Linked DNA regions of Mus musculus: all the other regions are linked to region 3. Evidence: chromatin contacts called from public HiChIP or PLAC-seq and promoter capture Hi-C data. All regions are on one chromosome and are shown on one strand. Each heading gives the region's core, a stretch centred on a gene start, on an enhancer-like site or on the middle of the called end of the contact. The rest is flanking DNA. Distances are from core to core; before and after follow the strand shown. Region 1 overlaps Cnot2 (CCR4-NOT transcription complex, subunit 2). Region 2 holds the start of Cnot2 (CCR4-NOT transcription complex, subunit 2). Region 3 holds the start of Zfc3h1 (zinc finger, C3H1-type containing). Region 4 overlaps Cnot2 (CCR4-NOT transcription complex, subunit 2).

The links. Promoter capture Hi-C pulls out the DNA fragments that hold promoters and counts their contacts. HiChIP or PLAC-seq counts read pairs in DNA pulled down with a chosen protein or histone mark. Capture Hi-C pulls out chosen DNA fragments and counts their contacts.
Region 1: a promoter capture Hi-C map of liver shows a contact between it and region 3, with 2.5 times the contacts expected there. The contact joins the enhancer-like site here to the promoter of Zfc3h1 in region 3. A contact is called at or near these places in 6 of 39 promoter capture datasets (3T3-L1-derived adipocytes, the C10 cell line, hippocampal neurons and 2 more), 3 of 115 datasets of contacts at active chromatin or transcription factors (astrocytes, differentiating embryonic stem cells and large pre-B cells) and 1 of 9 other capture datasets (adipose tissue).
Region 2: a promoter capture Hi-C map of liver shows a contact between it and region 3, with 4 times the contacts expected there. The contact joins the promoter of Cnot2 here to the promoter of Zfc3h1 in region 3. A contact is called at or near these places in 5 of 39 promoter capture datasets (the C10 cell line, cranial neural crest, embryonic stem cells and 2 more), 3 of 484 Hi-C or Micro-C datasets (the G1E-ER4 cell line, embryonic stem cells and regulatory T cells), 5 of 115 datasets of contacts at active chromatin or transcription factors (the SCID.adh cell line, astrocytes, cardiomyocytes and 2 more) and 2 of 9 other capture datasets (adipose tissue and liver).
Region 4: an H3K4me3 HiChIP or PLAC-seq map of the 230-238 cell line shows a contact between it and region 3, with 5 times the contacts expected there. The contact joins the enhancer-like site here to the promoter of Zfc3h1 in region 3. A contact is called at or near these places in 2 of 39 promoter capture datasets (the HPC-7 cell line and liver), 1 of 484 Hi-C or Micro-C datasets (B cells) and 3 of 115 datasets of contacts at active chromatin or transcription factors (the 230-238 cell line, forebrain and large pre-B cells).

Annotation. Positions count from the first base shown.
Region 1 is chr10:116,484,494-116,488,975 of GRCm38.p6, forward strand. Cnot2 (CCR4-NOT transcription complex, subunit 2) reads right to left here. Exons shown (of 16, transcript NM_001037846.3): 16 at 668-1,793. The coding sequence ends at 1,707. Among named protein-coding and RNA genes, the nearest start is that of Kcnmb4, 13 kb to the left of the region's middle. Within about 2 kb of position 1,693, at least 20 of the 459 cell types and tissues checked have an H3K27ac peak or open chromatin away from gene starts, as enhancers often do. A contact at or near this core is called in pre-B cells, where this site is marked.
Region 2 is chr10:116,579,187-116,583,871 of GRCm38.p6, forward strand. It overlaps Cnot2 (CCR4-NOT transcription complex, subunit 2), which reads right to left and starts at 2,325. Exons shown (of 16, transcript NM_001037846.3): 1 at 2,267-2,325.
Region 3 is chr10:115,381,991-115,386,596 of GRCm38.p6, forward strand. Zfc3h1 (zinc finger, C3H1-type containing) reads left to right here and starts at 2,969. Exons shown (of 35, transcript NM_001033261.2): 1 at 2,969-3,817. The coding sequence starts at 3,208. Thap2 (THAP domain containing, apoptosis associated protein 2) reads right to left here and starts at 2,445. Exons shown (of 3, transcript NM_025780.4): 1 at 2,215-2,445. The coding sequence starts at 2,285.
Region 4 is chr10:116,544,865-116,549,770 of GRCm38.p6, forward strand. Cnot2 (CCR4-NOT transcription complex, subunit 2) reads right to left here. Exons shown (of 16, transcript NM_001037846.3): 2 at 4,169-4,311. The coding sequence starts at 4,216. Among named protein-coding and RNA genes, the nearest start is that of Cnot2, 34 kb to the right of the region's middle. Within about 2 kb of position 3,372, at least 30 of the 459 cell types and tissues checked have an H3K27ac peak or open chromatin away from gene starts, as enhancers often do. A contact at or near this core is called in the 230-238 cell line, where this site is marked.

The DNA of each region.
Region 1 (4,482 bases), core at 443-2,942, 1.1 Mb after region 3:
GTTTTTAACAATCATGGTATTTTTAAAAAAAAAAAAATCCGTTTTGGCTATCTCTAAATGCTTAGGGGTGAATTTTAAGTTCAAAGTTCCTATACATTCCTGACACACAAACAGCATTCATAAATGTTACTTTTCAAACGTTACTTAGGCTATGTCAGTAAGTATTCACTCAACTAGGAAAACAGGTTAAAAATAAAAACTGAAAACTTGTATTCCACATAGCCTGTTCCCTATCTCTAGTCCTCCTGGCAGTTTAAGCCACAGTTTTGCCTCCACACAGTTTAAGAATTCAGTCACCTGCAAGTGTGAACCATCCAGGTCAGCAAGCTGAAGGTAAATTTCATGAAGACTAAATAAATCTCAAATTTCTACCACCAAATTCCTCATCAATTTCTCACAGAACAAACTTTCTGGTTGGGTCCCACCCTGGTCAGGTGCTAACTTGCAACGTAGCTCCAACCTACCCAATGCTCCCCTCAGCTAATGCTGAGGCCACCTTCCTAAGTAAGGGGCCCAGGGTGGCCCCATCAACAGATCTGCCGACATCGGAAAAGAAGAGGACGACTGACATCAAGTCACACCATTCAGAATCTGTAAAACCTGAGGTTTTCCTCTGTGTTTTTCTGGAGAAGAAGAAATGTCACAATTTCAAATCAAAGCCAACACTGCAGTGAGGAGAGCTTTTCTACTTTATTACAAAGAGAAGAAGCCTTTATGTGGTCAGAAAATACAAGATTGATCTTTTTCTCTTCCTATGAAACGCTGCTGTTCAAACAGCCAGAGTGAATTGTCTCAGTTCACGTCTTGAAGCCCCATCACATTCACTTGGGTATGGATGTCCTTGGCTGCTGAAAATCTGGCCCTTTAGTGCACAGGGCGACAAAGTCCCCTGACCAGCAGTTCCAGAATGTCCCATTTTCATATATTGCATCCATGCACACCTCCTAAAAATGAGGTACAGCAGGGCAAACATTTTCCAAAATAGATGTCATATATATAATATATACACATTCGTACATACATACCTTTATTCATGTGATGTCCAAAATTTAAAAAAAATGTACACATTTATTACAAAATCGTAACAAAGACTGGACAGTGTTTTGCTCATTCTGGATGAAGCTCAGTTACAGCGCAGCCCTGGAGCCCCAGAGACTGTGGCGATCTCTACAGTCGGATGCCTGCAGTAAGCCTGGCCAAACCGCCTTTCAGAAACACAGGGGAAGTAAAAAGAAAGAAGCAGACCTCGCTCATCCTTCCAAATGAAATACGAGAAGGATCTTCACATAAAAATGCACAAACATCTGTTCTTTTATTACCAATAGTGCTACAATGAACAATGCAAATTTTGTGGTCTAATTTTGTTGAGTCTTTTGTGGGTTTTCTTTTTTTACATTTAAGAAACTAAATGGTAATTTCTGTCAGTGTACTTGCTTGTCTTTATAGACCCAAGTCTGTCTGCTGGCAAAAAGAAAATAAATGAAAAAATTCAGACCCTGCTCAAAGTAGAGAAAACAAATTACAAATTTAGTTGTTGGGCAGCACATAATTGGTAAGGCAGGACCTCAAATGGTGACCCTTTCTTTACGTAAGCCAATTGCCAGATCCTCAAGGGATTAAAACCAGGGTGCCTGAGCCACATCAGCTCTGCAGTTATGTCGAGTATTGTGCTGAGACAGCCATACCCCAAGAAAAGGGAAGTCTTTTTAGAAGGCTTGCTGAGCAGGGTTGTAGTTGAAGGTGGATGGCAGGTGAGGCCGCTCTTCTAATTTGTCATATTCCAGATGGAACTCCTACAAAAGAACATCAAAATTGAGAATTTAAATTACTTCATAGTGCTCTTTTAAAAACATTTACTGTGAGTGTGTATGTGAAGACAGACAGACAGACACAGACACACACAGGCGCGTGTGCAAACACAGTCATGTGTGAGGGCCAGAGGACTATCTGCAAGGTATAGGACTTATACCATACATGTTCTGGGAATCAAATTTGGGTAGGTCATTAGTCTCCTTGGAAATAGCCTTTCCCTCTGTGGCATCTCACTAGTCTAAGTGTCTCTTTTAAGGGTTCCCCCCTCCCCTTTGGTCAAGATATATTTTCTATATGAATAATTAAAACGAGTCCACCTAAAGAAAACAGAGACACACACATACTAGCTCTTTCCCCTTTTAAGTAAGCAGTCCAGACAACAGCAGTGCCCTTTGCCTACTATCTGGCAGGTACACAGTATAGACTTCTGAATGTAGGATCAGTAACTCAGAAATGTGTATTCATAAAAATTATGTGCAAATTTTACTTAGAAATAAGAAGTGAAATTATTACAGCTCTAATGCAAAAGACTGAAGATTACAGGATGTTTAAAATAAAGCATTCCAATAAAGTACAAAAGCAAAACCAAAATAAGGAACGACCCCGACGTTTTGTTTATGTTTAAAATGAGGCACTTCCCAATATCCCTTAATGACAATTTTTTTTTAAAGCAAGGTTATACTTTAACTTCACTAAAATCTCAGGGAAACAAAGAGCTGAAACACACACATCTCAAGCGCTCCCATTTCACAGATGGCAGAGAACAGTCATTTAAAGCCACAGAGTGGTTTTGGTGTCTAGCTATCTGAAAGCTAAGTGGATTAGTGATCTTAATCAAACTGTTTTCAAGCTGGTTTTGTCTGTACTGTAGCTGCTTATTTGTAGGCTTATTTGCAGGCAGAGAGCACCGTGGTTTTCCACTTTCCCCTCAGAGCTTGGCTCAGGCCCCTGGCTTGTTGGCGAGCATCTGGACCACAGAGCCATCTTGCTGCCCCTCCCCACGCTTAAGACAAAGTCTTGCTGGGGAGTTTAGCCTGGCTTTGAAACTCCCTACATAACCCAAGCTGGCTCCAAATTCATAACTCTACCCACTCAGCCTCCAGAATACTTCCTACGTTACAGGTTTGTGCCAGCACTTTGCTTCAAGTTTTAAGATTTAAGAATACAAGTTTTCACGATCACCACTAGAAATGCAAATTTAAGTGTATACTTAAAACAAAACCAATACCCTGTAACCACAGAAAGGAAATGCTCTAAAATTACTCATTCTGACCCGAATCTAACTAGCACAAGCTATTCTGAAATCTCACTCAAGTTTTTAACCCTCAACATACACTGGCTACTGAAGATTAAATAATACTGTGCTTGGTAACAAACTGACTCTATAATGGATGTTTCTATTATTAAATTAAATGAAGTTTTACATAGTTAAAATGAAAGCTTAGGCCATAGTGATCAAGCTTTTGGACACCAAATCAAGTATTCAAAATCAGAGACATCACAATAACAATTAGACATATAACTTGCCCGCCTAGTATGAAGAAAACTAAAGAAAAAGCTATAGTTTATCCAAATTTTTTATGTATCTTGAGAAGTAGGTATTTAAATCCCCCCCCCTTCCCCGTAAGACACACTGAAGACTAGGATCTAAACTCAAAAGGGTCTGTCTTAATATAACATGTGATGGTTTTATGAGGTTTTAATACTTTTAATACAAGACTCAAAACAAATTTACTTCATTACACCCTCTCCAAATTAACTCTGAAAATATTATGTGCCTTCAAAAGGGTTAATAAAGGTACTCTGTGGTGACATCATTCTTAAAAGAAGTCTGTGTCCTATGACTGAGAAAGGCACAGGGCTACTTGCTTACCAGCAAGGAGGAGCAAACACAAGAGCTGCTGTCCTTGGCTCCCCATAAGCCCTTGTCCCTCCCAACTCACGGCTAAAGTTGAATATCCACATTTACAGTTAACAAAAATCTTCCAGTTAAACCATTCTTTGAAATGAAAATGCATATTGGCTTCTATAATATACAAGCTATAAAAAGCTTATGTGCAGTTTTAACCAATGATAAACTGTAAGTCACATTTTATAAACACTGGCAAGCTACACTGCTTTATTAGTACCTAAACCAATTAACCCCATCAATGTTAATGTTTGCCCATACATAGTATTTAAAAAAAAAAAGATTAGTTTAACTCTAGGGAGCATAAATACTTTAATAGTTAAAATATTCAAGTGATATTAAGAAATTATATAGGTCAAATCTTGTCTGATACATTGGTAATTTTTTTGTCTTCTGCCTTCCACATATTTTTATTCTTAAAGTCTTCCATCTAACTCGATTATCTATAGCATCTTTTACATGTCAATGACATGTCTTTTACATGTCAGTGATATACACACATACTATGGACAGAATGCAGAAAGGAACTGCCTTGTCTATCACATCTAACGCTTACAATAGTAAGTGGCCCTTAGCACTCGTGAGTTAATACAGCAAGGCTTCTGGGGGCTTGAGTGGGAGCAGCCTGCACAGGTCCATCTATCTGAGCTCAGTCACCAGGAGTGCAGCTGTCTGAGAGGACAAGAAGGAAGAGGTGTGTGCCCTATTGGAGGAAGTGTGTTACTGCTGGTGGGCAATAAGGTTTCAAAAGCCCTTGCTAG
Region 2 (4,685 bases), core at 1,075-3,574, 1.2 Mb after region 3:
TATTTTTGAAGTTTTAAATAAACCTAAGGCATCTCTGAAAAACCAAAAAGCACCTACCTTTATATAGGGAAATTAAAGGTAATTATTATTTTAGGGAGCCTATTATTTGGAGTTTGATTTCATTTTCAAATCAAATAGTTCTCAGATGGCTAGGCTATAAACCACTCACAGACATCAATCTGCTTCATTTTCCACCATACACCATTTATTTGTAAGCACTTTAGAAAGGCTGTATTTACTGATACGTTAATGTGCAGGCCACTCTCAGCCTGGAGCATCTGGTAAGGTTACAGGTATCTCTAGACTGCATCTGAGAACCAAAGTGCTCTGCCAACACATGCACTACCTTATGTGTGTCAATAAAGCATTAATAGGAATGCAAAAAATAAAAAAATAAAAGTCAAATACAGTCTTTATTTCTGGTCTAGAGTTAAAAACAAAAACAGGCACTTTTTTAAAAATGAAAAGGTTTCACTTTAAAATTAAGGATCTTGCAAAGTCAGCAAAAGTGAAAAGTGGAAGAAGTTGTCTGTGCATTTTGAACTTTTCCTTTAGCTTTAAGATGACAACAGACTGGATAGGCAGAGCACAAGGGACCATTTAGAAAACATATTAAAGACACAAAACCTGAACACAGACAAATATTTGAATGTAGACAACCATTTCAGTGTACTGGATTTTTAAACACTTCCAACTTGGAATAAAATTACCTTACAAAACTACAAAGGTGACTTCTGAGAAGGAACTGTTGTTGAATATACAAAGCATTCCCAAACATAAAACTGTTGTGAAAGTTACCACCCACTTATTTGGAAAGGGAAATCTATAGGAACACGATTCCATCTCCCTAAAACTTCTCACTATAGAGAGTAATAGAAAATGTATTCAGTTTTGAACATTAAGTGTGTCCCTTGTGAACAGATCTGGTTAACGTTCTACCATTTGCCAATAATCTAAGGATCATATTGCTGTATTTTATTAGGAACTGTCCAGATGATTAAAGAGAAATCTTTGACTAAGGATTTAATGAAAATGAAGCAAAACACTCTTAACACTTGTCTTCCCAGATGTTGAAAAGTGGAGATGTCCCCCTAGGATTTCCAAGAAAGTACCTATGTGTAAGATTTATTTATTTTTATTTTCTTTTGGAGGTAAAAGCGTACTGATTGGATCTAACGTAAATGCAAATAACAAAACCTTAGAAATAATTTTACAAAAATAAAATTACAATTAGATTTCCCGAAGGGCCTACAGATAACAAGAATTATAAGCTTTTCTCCTAAGCAAACAGTACCTCAATTAAGAACTACCGGGTTTCTTTTAACCCAACTTATTTCTTCTATGAAACTTTGAAGTGAAGACCTAAAACAAAACGGCAAAAGGTAGAGGGGGCCCGGCGGAAGTAGAAACCAGGGCTTGCAACTTCACAAGAGTGGCTCGGGTTCCTCCTCCGCCGCCCCAGGACCATCGGAACTCAAGAGGCTACACCACTAGAGAGGCTTCCCACTCCAGGCACGGGGGCAGAAGCAGCATCTGAGTTTCTCTCTCGCCTTTCCACCTTGCAAGAAAGGCCCCTTCGGTATAGCTCAGGGCCTGGAGGCTCCCGAGGCCCGTTAGCCAGTGCGATGTCCCCATCTTACACAAACAAACAAATAAAAAAAAAAAAAGAAAGAAAGAAAAGAAAACCACACAAGTGGCGGAGGATGCGCGTGTATGGCCAGAAACGTAAAGCTTCAAGGACCAGCAGCTGCTGGGAACGTGGCAGGCAGGAGCCGTGTCCAGTGGCCGGGGCTCCTGGATGCTGCTGCCGCCGCCACCGCCGCCGCTGCCTTCTCTCCTAGCCCAGGAAGCAGCACGGCGGCAGCGGCTGCTCCGCGCCGGCGGGAGCCGGGGAAGCCCCGCGGCGGGCAGCGGGGGCCCGGGCCTAAGCTCCGGAGCGGCTGCGGCTGCGGTAGCTGCGGTGGTGGCGGCGGTGGCGGCCCGAGCACGGCGACGCTTTACGTCCCGTCCACCCCGCCACACACCCCCTCCCTCCTCCAGCGCCGCCACCCCCTCCCCGCCCGCCCGCCCGCCCGCTCCGCTCTTCCCTCTCTCGATTGGAGCCGAGACAAAAGCAACGGGAAGCGGCGGGCCGGGACGCTACCCGCGGACCCCGGGCGCGACCGGACCAGCCCCGAGGCATTCCCCCGCCTTGAGGGGGCCCCCAATCCGCCTCCCCCGCCGCGTGCCCCGCCGCCAGACTTCCGAAAATTGGCCAAAAACTCACCGCATGAATTTTCTTGTCCCGCGGATCCAAGATGGCGACGTATCCACCGCGGAGGCTGCTGGGAGCAAGACCTTTACCCTCTGACCCCCGCCGTGACCCCCGTCGCTCCGACTCCGCTCGAAGGCGGCGGCGACGGCGGCTGCAGCAGCAGAAGCCGGCGAGCGAGCGAGGCTCGCCGAATGGACGGAACGCCGCCCGTACGCCAGTCGACCGTGAGAAGCACAACGCTCGCCTGGAGCCTTCCCGGGCTTCCGCCGCCTCCCGCGGAAGGTGCGGCGCTGTCTTGTGGCGGTGACCGAGGAGAGTGGGGCCTGGGCGGCCTCTCCGGGCTCCCGAAGCCAGACCGCCGCCACGCCGGGAGCTGCTGCGGCCACGCCTGGAGCTGCGGCCTGGGGTCCGAGCGAGCGGGCGAGCGCGGCCTCGGGGGCGGGGAGAAGCCGAGGGTGGCGTGGGTCCGCCCACCGGGGGACGCGCAGCGTGTTTGTGTTTGTGTTTTCCTCGGACACCCCGCCCCCGAGCACCTCCTGCGGGCTGTCCCCGGGCTGTCCCCAGCCTGCTGCGCGGCGCGGTGCGGTGCGGTGCCTGCGGTGCTTCGGTCCTCCCACCGCCCCGCTGCCTGCGCTACCTGGGTGCGCTCCCCCAGACACCCGCCGCACGCCGCCCGCACCTCCCGAGCAGTGAGTTCCCCTCCGCTGGAACCTAGGCGTTTGATCGCCGCCCCCTCTTCCTTTTCATGCTCCCCTTTTTTTTACCTGCCCCCCCCCCCCCCGGTCTAAACCTGGTGAGAGGAAGTAAGGGGGAAGCGTGTTTTTAAAGCACTGCCGGGAGTACTTAATCTAACCGAACGGTGTTTGTGGCACTTTATTTAGTTCCCGCCCGGCGCGCCCTTGGTAAACCTTAGTGACCAGCTGGCTCATCCACTAGACCTTTTGAAAATACGGTGGCTGTGGTTGGGAACTAAAGTGTTTTGCTCTCCAAAGCCGGACTGTCCCTGAAAGTGAAATTACTTTTTATTGCTGTAATACTCTTAGTTTACACCTTTGAACATCCACAAACTTCGTGTTTTACGGTTACTTAACTTGCTAAAAAGCCTCTTTGTGCTTTGAAGTTGCGAGTTTCATAACGTATCGCTGTTCATGTTTGAGTGGTAGAGCTTACTAATGCGGATTACTACTCATTTGAAGTAAATAAAGTTTCTGCTGTAGTTTAATAAATTACCTCCTTCCAGCCCGCCAGTCTATATAGTTAGATATAGATTCTGTGATAAACGGAAGCGATATATATTTTTATCATAGAAAGCTAAAGGCAAGAAATAGGATACAATAGCCTACGGTGAAATTAAAAGTACCTTTGTCATGGTTTTGAAAGTAATTTGACATAGCAGATATGCAGTATCAGCAGATATGCAAATTTGTTTAAATGCGGACAGGAACTGGTGTAGCCAGTAGAAAAAAAAGGTTTATTTTGCTAGGTTGTTCATTTCATTAAATACTCCTTTTCACCGTTTTGTGTTTTGTTGGTTTTTCACTTTAGGGAAATTCAAGAAGGAACAACACAGTCCTACATGGCCCCTCCCCCAACCGTGCCTTCCTGTCTCGTCTGCTTTCTCTTCCTCTCAAGTTAGCATCTACTGCCATAAGGTAGTGTGTTCAAAGACTGGCTACTCTAGGCGTGTGCAGCTCATGTGCGTGAATGCATGCAATGCAGAGCACCTTAATCTGGCTGCTCGTTATTGGGAGCCCTTAATGTGTATGTAGTAGCATTATCACATTAAGTAACATTAAATATTCTAATTCATTACTCTTCTTACGTATATTAACTTAAAAACACATTTTTGTCAAAATTTAAACATTGCTGTCACTGGGGAAGGTCTGAGAGTATTGCTATGCTTGGACTTTACCAGGTGAGATAAGACCATTTTCTTAATTAATGTGTGGAACAGGGATGCTAGGAAAAACTCCATGAACGTCCTAGCATTTGCTAAAGGCTGTATTGATGGCTCAACGTGACGATGTATGCACTCAATAAAAGATGTATGCACTCAATAAAAATCTTAAATCATCCTGTCGCACCGAAAACTTCTTTTCAGGGCATAATTTCACAGATCTTTATATCTAGCACATGGAAAGCAGAGACAGGCCAATCTCTGAGTTCCAGATCAGCCTGGTCTGCATAGCTAGTTGCAGATGACACAGGAATATATATATATATGTATATATATATATATATATATACATATATATATATATATATATATATACACACACACATACATATATATTAATACCTTGTAAAAACAAAATGACTTCATCTTCAAAGCCAGACATAGTGACATTTGTTGTAACCTATTACTGTGGAGACTTAGGCATGAGAGTCAATCAAAATTTGAGGCTAACCTGAACAACATATTCTATAAGAT
Region 3 (4,606 bases), core at 1,719-4,218:
CCCTTCCTTTTTGTATGTTGTGTTTGGAGACAGGGTCTTCTTTTGTAGCCAAGACTCAAAATCATTCTGTAATTGTGACTGGTCTTAAACTCATAGTAAGCCTTCTACCTACTCTTCCCATGTAAGGGGAATATAGGAATGTGCCTGCCTAGCAATTACAAAGACTTAAGTTTCTAAAATTACCATTAAAATGTTAATTTCACATTAGATGAACAATATTGTACACTGTGTATCTTTTTTGTTCTTTTGTGTTTTTGAGGCAGGGTATCTCTCTCTCTGTTTAATAGCTCTGGCTGTCCTGAAACTTGTTTTGTAGACAAGGCTGGCCTCAAACTCACAGAACTCACTTGCCTCTGCCTGAAGGTATGCATCACCCAACCTGCTTTCCTCTTTTTGAGCCAAGGATTTACTCTGTAGTCCAGACAGGCCTTGACTTTAGGATGCATCCCTGTGGCTCAGACTCCTGAGTTCTAAGATCACAGCTGTGAGCCATCGCACCAAGCTCTCTGTTGTACAACTCTTATACCTTGGACTTAGGGGCTAGACTCCTCCCTTTCATGGTCCACATCTGATTAAGTCCAGTAAATTCTCCTTAAATATTTCCCCAAATCTGTCCACTTCTCTTCAGCTTTACTGCCAACAGCATCTTATTCTGGACCCCTGAATGGATTCCTCATATTTATTTACACATTCTTTTGAGATAGGCTCTATGTAGCTCAGGCTGGCCTCTTCTTCCTCTGGTCTGGGGTCACAGACATGTACAAACACACCAGGCTTGGTTGGGCTCCCTTTGTTACAGCTCACTCAGCTCCCCTCTTCCAGTGCTCCTGTACCCCTGTACCCACAATGACGGATGCATCAGTGTTTATTTCAGTTGACATGTAACGTAATTTCCCCATGAAGGAAACAGCAGATAGATTTAACATTCTATAAGGCTTCCTTCTCATCAAATTCCTCTCTGGCGATGTGCAACTGGCACTTTAAGTATCACTCTTAACTCTCTGCAGCAGCCAGAAGGCTTTTTATTATGTAAATCTAACCGTGCCCGTCTTTTCATAGTCATGGGGCTTCTTCAAGTACTCTTGGAACAAAGTAGAAAACGCTTTAATATAGAAGACCAAATCTCTGTCATCCTTTGGTGTCATCTGACATGTCACCTCTTTTGTGAAGTGTCCTTTGACTTTCTGAGGCTAAATTAGGTCTCTCTGAAAGTCTTTTCTGTGGCACTCAACAGAAATTATGCCGCACTCCTCTATTCAATTCTAAAGTCCCCGAGGGTAAGAACTATCTACATCATTAGCATAATGTCCGGCAATTAGGGACCCAGTGTACATTAGCTGTAAGAACGAATAAAGCACTACATTTGCATGAAATACTTTAAAAACAAACATCAGAGGGATTTTGAAAGTGGCAGCTTTTAGTTAGGGGATGCACGTAGTAACAGTGAGGTAGGAAAAAGAGCAAAGATATTTCTAAGATCACAAGGTATAATGGTACAGCATATAAAATCAGAACTGTTTTCAGTTTAGTTTTCAGTATTTCTTTTCTTCAGGCAGTTGGCAGTTCTAGAAGGAAAGGTGACCATTTACTGAGTGCCGCCTATTATATTCAAGTCGGTGTTCACATGCTTTGGAGTTTGACTTAACAGAATTAAAGACATGACTGTACGTTCAACCTGTGTGTGAGTGCGTGATTCTGTTCAAGAGAGAGTTTCTATTTGCTCTTTGATAAACATTGCTTAATTAGATTGACTCAGTTACCATGTGTGACTATTAGAAATGTTTCCCACGTCAATTCCAGTAGTGAAAATTGCCTAATCTTAACTCGAACTCAGCAGGCTTCTAAAGTGATTTGTTGGTTTGAACCCTTATGGCGTCATTCTTCTTAAGGCATGGTCTAAGATATAAAAAATAAAAGAGTAGAAAATAAAGGTATACTCATCACTTTTTAATGCAAGGCATAGTAACTCGGGTTTCTTTTTCTTTTCTTCCTTTCTTTCTTTTTTTTTTTTCAAATTTGGTAAACTTTCCTCGGAAAAGGAGCAAATGTTTCCAGATGTGCGGACCCACACACAAAGGACAAGAGCGAGGCTCCCCTTGCTCTTCGCAGCTGGGCAAGTGACCAAAGTCAGAGGACCTTGTTCTTCTGACACGACCGAGACTCAAGACTGCCTAGGCTCCCGTTTCCGTCACCCCGCTCCCCTCCCAGGTTTACCTGTGGAAGCTGATGTTAATGTGCTTGTTGTAGGTAGCAGCACAGCCCGCCGCGGCGCAATTGGTCGGCATTTCCCCGGGCCCCTCATTCGGCGCCACCTTACGCCACTTCGGAGGCGCTGCCCGCTAAGCAAGCTTCTGTCAAACGCTAGACAAACGAGGCAGGCGACCCCGCGCCGCCAGCTCGGTGCAGAGCGCGGGGAGGGCAGAGGGGCGTGCACAGTACCGGGGTGGGAGGGAGGGCCCACTCTCCTGTCTCTTTATTAATATGGCGGGCTTAGGCCTGCAGAGCCAACGTGCCGGAGCTCCGGGCGCAGACAGTCGCCTTCACCAACATGGCGGCCACACCCGCTCCCCGCCCTCCCCTACCTCCCGGGGTCCCAAAGAGACTAGGTCCAGCGTCTCAGACGGGGGCCCCCTAGCAATGAATGAGAAGATGGCAGATGTCTTCCCCACCGACTAATGACTCTGAAACTCAGGTCTGCGGCTGAAAGAGCATGTCCGCAACCCAGACACTAACCCCTTCCTTCCCCGCCTGCCACCTCGGACGGGATGCTAGGGGACAGTTAAGACTGCAGGGACACAAGGGCGAAGCCTGGAGCAAGAGGAGACTACAAATCCCAGCCAGCACCGCGGCGGACATGGGGGTGGGCGCTTCCTGTCTCGCAAGACTCGGAGGGTCGCCTTCCGGCGTGCCGCAGGAAATGACGCTCGGGACCCGGCCTCCTTCTACAGAGGCTTTCTCGCGAGGCGGAAGAGCAGCAAGGGGGCGCTAGGAGAGGGAACTGGCGAGCGACGGTCCGACGAGCGAGAGAGAGCGATCTGGGGTGCGGGGAAGTTGGGGAGCAGAACCTGCCGGGCGTCCGAGCACGGGAAAGGCCGCGCCCGCCGGGTCCGTTAGGACAGAGGGCGGAGGAGGAAGGGGAAGGCAGGCGGCGGTCGGGCGGTCCCCGGCCGGAGGGCTTCAGGTCGTGTGGCCAGCGCTGCACTCCGGATGGCGGCCGCCGCCGATCCTTCGACCCCGGCCTCTAGCGGCCTCTCGCCGAAGGAAGAAGGGGAGCTCGAAGACGGGGAGATCAGCGACGACGACAACAGCCGGAGCCGGAGCAGCAGCAGCAGCAGCAGCGGCGGCGGGCTGTTACCGTACCCGCGGCGGCGGCCTCCTCCCCCGGCCCGGGGCGGTGGATCCGGGGGAGGCGGCGGCGGCTCCTCGTCCTCCTCGTCGTCCTCCCAGCAGCAGCTGAGGAATTTCTCACGCTCACGGCACCCGGCCGAGCGGGGCCAGCTCAGGGGACCCAGCAGCTACCGACCCAAAGAACCGTTCCGGACTCACCCGCCCCCAGGGCGGATGCCGTCGGGGTCCCTGTCGGAAAGCAGCCCCCGGCCGTCCTTCTGGGAGCGGAGCCACATCGCCCTGGACCGTTTCCGCTTTCGAGGCAGCAGGCCTTACCGGGGTGGGAGTCGCTGGAGTCGGGGGCGAGGAGTGGGGGAGCGAGGAGGCAAGCCGGGGTGCAGACCTCCTGGAGGAGGAGGATCAGGAGGAGCGGGATCCGGATTCGGCAGCAGCCAGAGCTGGCGAGAACCCTCTCCACCCCGCAAGAGCTGTATCCTTAACGTGGCGGTCCGCCCTGGGTGTGTCGCCGGAGCTCCCTTTGGCGTCATGGCTAGGTCCCGGAGTTTTTTAACTTTTCAGAACCACTCATTTCTCTCCCCCGTTCGTCGGCGGTTGTCACGGGCCGCACTCCACCGCTATTTTCGTAGGCTGTTTGACTGAATGGGTGCCTTTTGCTTTTGGATAGGACTGTGTCATGGATTCGGGTCAGCTAGGGAAATGAAATACAGTCTGGGTTTTTAAACAGGACACCAACAGCCCAAGTTTTGTTTGTCTATTTGTTTGTTTGTTTCTTTTTTGCAAGCCCTGGGATTTCGTATTTAACAGGAAATCGACTTAGATTATTAAGGAAAAGAAGTACTCAAACATCTGGAGGAATACTGTTACTTTTATTACGTCCTGACTTTAGAGTTCGTAAAGTTTTCCTCTGTAATTCTTACTGTTCTTGTGATTTTTTTTTTCTTAAATTTGTAGTTATTCATCCCCGTTGCTGCCCTTTGTTTTCTGTGTTTGTGTGTGTGTGTGCACGCGCGTGTGCAGATCCTTTATTTTTACCAGTTTTACAATTCAGCTCTTTTAAATTCATAAGTAGTTTGGAAAGCTATATGCATTAAGTTCACTCTCCTATGTTGGCTTTTTGGCTTTATAACTTTTTGTGTTGCTGACATGTAGGTCAGAGAAAGATAAACTTCCCAGCACTTTAAGCTTAGTGTGTTAGAAAAGGAGAGATGGATAGGGAGGGTATGGGCTAGTGGAGAAGAAATGTCCTAATTTCTGCACC
Region 4 (4,906 bases), core at 2,122-4,621, 1.2 Mb after region 3:
GCTCTAACACATGCAAAGAAGCCAAGCATAAAGTCATCATTTTGAGTTTTATCCCACTGCTTTGTGTCTCTGACCAAGGACAATACTTAGGTCCCATTGTTAACAAGATGTTCAAGAGCTAAGAGAATATTATGAAATAGTTCTCTAGATTAAGTCTTGTGTGTGTGTGTGATTCAATTTTTCATCTGCTTACTCTTACTTACCTTCATTCTACACCAAACAGCAACAAGGACTAAAGCCTACTAAAGCCTCTATTATCCCAGAGAATAATAATACTCTACCACGGATCGACTGCTAAGTACTCGCTTAAAAAAAATCCCTACAAATTTTTCTAAGTGGTTTCTGATATTCACTACTTATCAATATCTGACATAGTCAAAGATGCACAAATGTTTGTGTTTCTAAACACATTACAAGTACCCAAAGGAGGTCCCAAGCTAACTAGTACAACTATGACTCTGAAACATCAACTACCCTAAGATGCTGTGGCCTGCATACAGACTTTTCATACTGACTTATAAAAGTGAAGCTGGGTGCTTCCACAGCTTACACTTCCATTTCCCTGCAGTATAAAATGCTAGTCTGTGTACAGTAATGCTTAGAACTTACCAGGTAGAAACACTCCTTCCCGACTCCTTACATGGTTACTAAGTAGATTAACTTGTACTTTAGACTACCAAGTGTTACGTGTTTACCTTGACAAAGTGTCTGAAGGTTAACTGGGCTAAAAGCTTATTTTTCCTACTCAAAACAGTGGAATGTAAGGGATAACTTATCAAAACACTCCTAGAAAGAAAGATGTGCCTGTAATATCAAAACCTACACACATAGTAAAAATTACACATAAGAACGAGTGAAATGCCAAACTCAAATTAATGATTACTTCTGAAAAATAAAACAAGAAATGAGATATGGCAATATCTCCATAAATATAACAAGCTGAAAATACATATTTGTTAAAAAAAAAAAAAAAAACAACCAAAGATTACAAAGCAAAAGCACTGAAGAAAAAGGTTAGGATGGTCAACGTTCATATGGGACTTAGTGTTTTCCTTCAACATTTTTTATGAGGAAAAAAATTAATTTATTGCTAAAAGCTACAAGCTAAATGAAAGGAAGTTTGCATTCGGTATAAAAACCTTGGGAATCTCACCAGTAGACTGCCAGCACATTTCCCTGTTTCTTCCTCTCAGGTTTTCACTGGAATTTTATTCAAACAATATTCACTGAACATCTCCCCATAGAGCAGGTACCACATTAGACACTGGTGGTGCCAGAATAAGCGAACGTGGCTGCAGTCTTCCACAAGCTGACTGTGTCCACACAGATGCACTGTCCTGCAGTTGTCAGTAAAGGAGCCACTAGCAGTATACACTAAACATTTAAAATGTGGCTTGCATGGTCAGCAAAATAAAAATTTAATATTATTTAACATAACTGAGTTTAAGCAGCCATTGGTAGCTCCTATCTATGGAACGAACAGTGTACGGGAAATAAAAGAAAACAGATGGCTGCTCTGTGCTAAGGCCAACACTAACTGCAAGCAGAGGACTTGAAGCAACAGAAAAATAGTCCTGAGTCCATTAAGGAAGCTTCTGAAAAAATAGAAATCAAATTACTGAGGCATGAGATCCAAATTATTAAAAGCTTGGGGTACAAGGCACATGGAGCGTTAAAGCAGCTTTTAATTACTAAATAGTCAAACCCAGCAAAGGCAGTTAGAGAAGAGGTATTGAGGGCATAAAAACGCAACCAAGAAGTCAAGCAGGTGCCATGTTTAGAGCTTGAGTATTAGAGAAAGCCATTGATGAATTACAGTGATAATTAAGATGATTTAAATTTATGTATGTGCATAGCTGTGGCAAAATTAATGTAAATTATAGGAAGAATATAGAAAAAAATCTAAAACTGACATAATGTCTACTTTCTTATAAAAAGCTTGACGACCCTTTCATAAAGGACTGCCTTCCGAAACTAATTTATTTATGCAAACAAACTTCATCTGCTATATTCAAATGCCTAACTAGGCTTACTGACAGACAAAACATACGAAGTTAATACTACTACAAAAATAAGTATTTCAACTCCTGTGTAACTGAAAGTCTATAAGGTCTATATGGAAATGAAATTTGGAGAAATATTTTTTGTTAATCTCAAATATTAGTCAGTTATCAAGATGCTTAAAGAAACAAAACCAAAAGGTCTCAAATAAATGAAGTTATATAGACACAAAGAAGTCTACTTTAACAATGAAAAGAACGAAATTCTTATAAAATAAAAACTTATAAACTCCAAATTACTTTCACTTTAGAATATACAAGCTCCTAAGAGCTACTAAAACATACAGTTTTTTACTTTGGTGATTCAACATTATGTGACTGTCCCATACACTCTCAATACATTCATGTTAATGCTAGATATGAAACCAGTCTTCCATGCATATGTCCTTTTCAGAGGAGTTTTCAAAATGAAATAATTTTACGATCCAGACCTATTTCCAAAGATGTTTCAATATACACTGGACACCACTATGTAACAGTAAAAGGCAAGTGGAAAATTATTTCATCCAGCAAAAGTCTAGTCAAGAAAGTATCTTCATGCAAGCTCAAAAACTTTTATTATTTGCATATTGAGACTAGAATAAAGCACTTTTCTAGTAGTATAAGCAGAAATAAGAAACTCTTTTGGCAAAATATAACTGCTTTATTCCTTTCATAAGTATAAATTCTAGAAGTGTATATGAATATTGTTCCATGACACAAATTAGCTAATGTGTAAATCAAACAAAAGCTCTATACTCACAGTCTGCAAGTATGTTTGTGAGCACTAAAATGCCACACAACCCATAATTACAATATTCTTGTAGTGATTGAGCAAAACCTAACAAAGATGTAAAACCCCAAAAAGTGTAACCAATCAAAGTCTTACAAGTACAAGCTGCTGGAAGTGGTTCTGAGGTAGGAAGAGCTATATAGCAAGCACAATTAGTCATTAGCAGAGGCTAGTCCAGTCTATGAGTACAAATCAGAGAAGTGTTATAGGGAGAACTGATCCAGCATAATCGCAGCTTACTCTGGCTTATTAAAATAATAAAGATCTGGCCAGAAACTTCATCAATCAAGTTAGACAAAAGCTCTAGGAAGGTTAGATACAGAAGCATCTTCTATTGGGGATGGTACTACAAGACAGAACCCAAGTCTTATAACCAAAGGCTCTTGGCTGACACAGCATAAACTCACTTTCAGTTCTCTCCACTGCTCAAGCCTCAGTGCATGGAAAGAAAGGGTTAATTGCACTCCACCAAATGAGCCTGTGAGTAGCTGGTGTGTCACAGTAGCTGTCTTAGTCTCAAAGGACAACCGCCTGAGGTGAGAGGGAGCAACGGGGTGGAACCACGGCTGCCCAGGAAGTCTAACGGCTTATTCCTGTATGAACTTACTCAGTATTTAATATTACTTCATTGGATTCACTATCCAATGATATGAAGTAAGTTTCCATTTAGAACTTAACTTCAAACACTACCTGTTCTGTTTTTTAAAAAAAAAATCACTTTAATAACACTACCTTTAAAGTTTACCTTCTTTTGAAAGCTCAGGAAGAAATAGGAATGTTACAGTTCCATTACCTTTTGAGCATTCCTACATAATTAAGATTGGATAGTGTTAAGAAGTGTTAAGTAAGGAGCGAAACAAGAATCTGATGTTGTAAGGACAGCATATTAGTGACAAAACAGGATCTGGGTCACATATTCCTAGATTCCATTTATATTTCTTCTATAGCCTACTCAATGCTATGTACATTTCTCTATCACTCTATTATAGAAACTATAACCCAAAATTTACATTTCCTTCTTTCAGGAATGTGTGTAAAATACTTTATGAACTACTGCCTTTGAATCCAGCCAAAAATCATATATTATATATCAGATAATCCAAAATTTTGGCATATGTCAGAAAATTGTTCTGGTGTTAAAAATATACATTATAAACATGTCATTTTGTAAAACATTCACAATTATTTCAAGCTGTCAATTCCATTATGTAATATTTAAACTTATACCACAAATTTTCAGGAGATTGTATTTACTGTTAGTTACAATTTTATATTACTTTAAAACAGCTCAATACACTTATGACAAATGGAGAAAAGGGAGGGAAAAAAATCTTACCTGGTAGTTTCTTTTCTCAGATAATGTATGTCCATCAGTCCTCACCATAGAGTCGTGTCCTTTCCTCACAGTACTGGAGGCAATCAAATAGAACTGTCACTCAAGGGTCGTGTCACAGGAAGGACCGCCCACCAGTTCTCCCTCTAGAGTGGAATTATCCAAAAGCCATCAAAATTACTAACATGTAAATATACATAACATTAACAAAAATATTCAACATAGCACACAAAATACAATGAGAACAAACCTAAAAAGCAGCTAACTGTCTTAGACTCTGTCCCATTCTCCCCCTAGGTATTGAGAGCAGGCAACTAGCACTGGGCTCTGAGGTAGAGATTATCAGATATGAAAACTGTTCGTTCACACCTGCTTCCACTACTTTGTCACAATACCAGACATTACACACAACAGGAAGAAACATAGATGAACAAAAACAAAAAAAAAACAAGAAAACAACAACAACAACCACCCACCCCCTGACCCCAAGCTTTTTTGTGTGTCTTAAATATTCTCTGGTTATTCTCCAAATGACCAGTTAATTCAAATTCAATCATTAACTAGATGGCCCACCCCACTGCCTATACTCAGATGCTAGGAATGTAAGCTATATATGTATTGATTCATGTCGCTCACAAAGATTATTTCCACGCTAAAGGATGTAAATATATGGTATTTTTAAAACAATTATTAGATTAAAAACCCAATTCAGTGTTCTATCAGCCTAACTGCAACACCAAT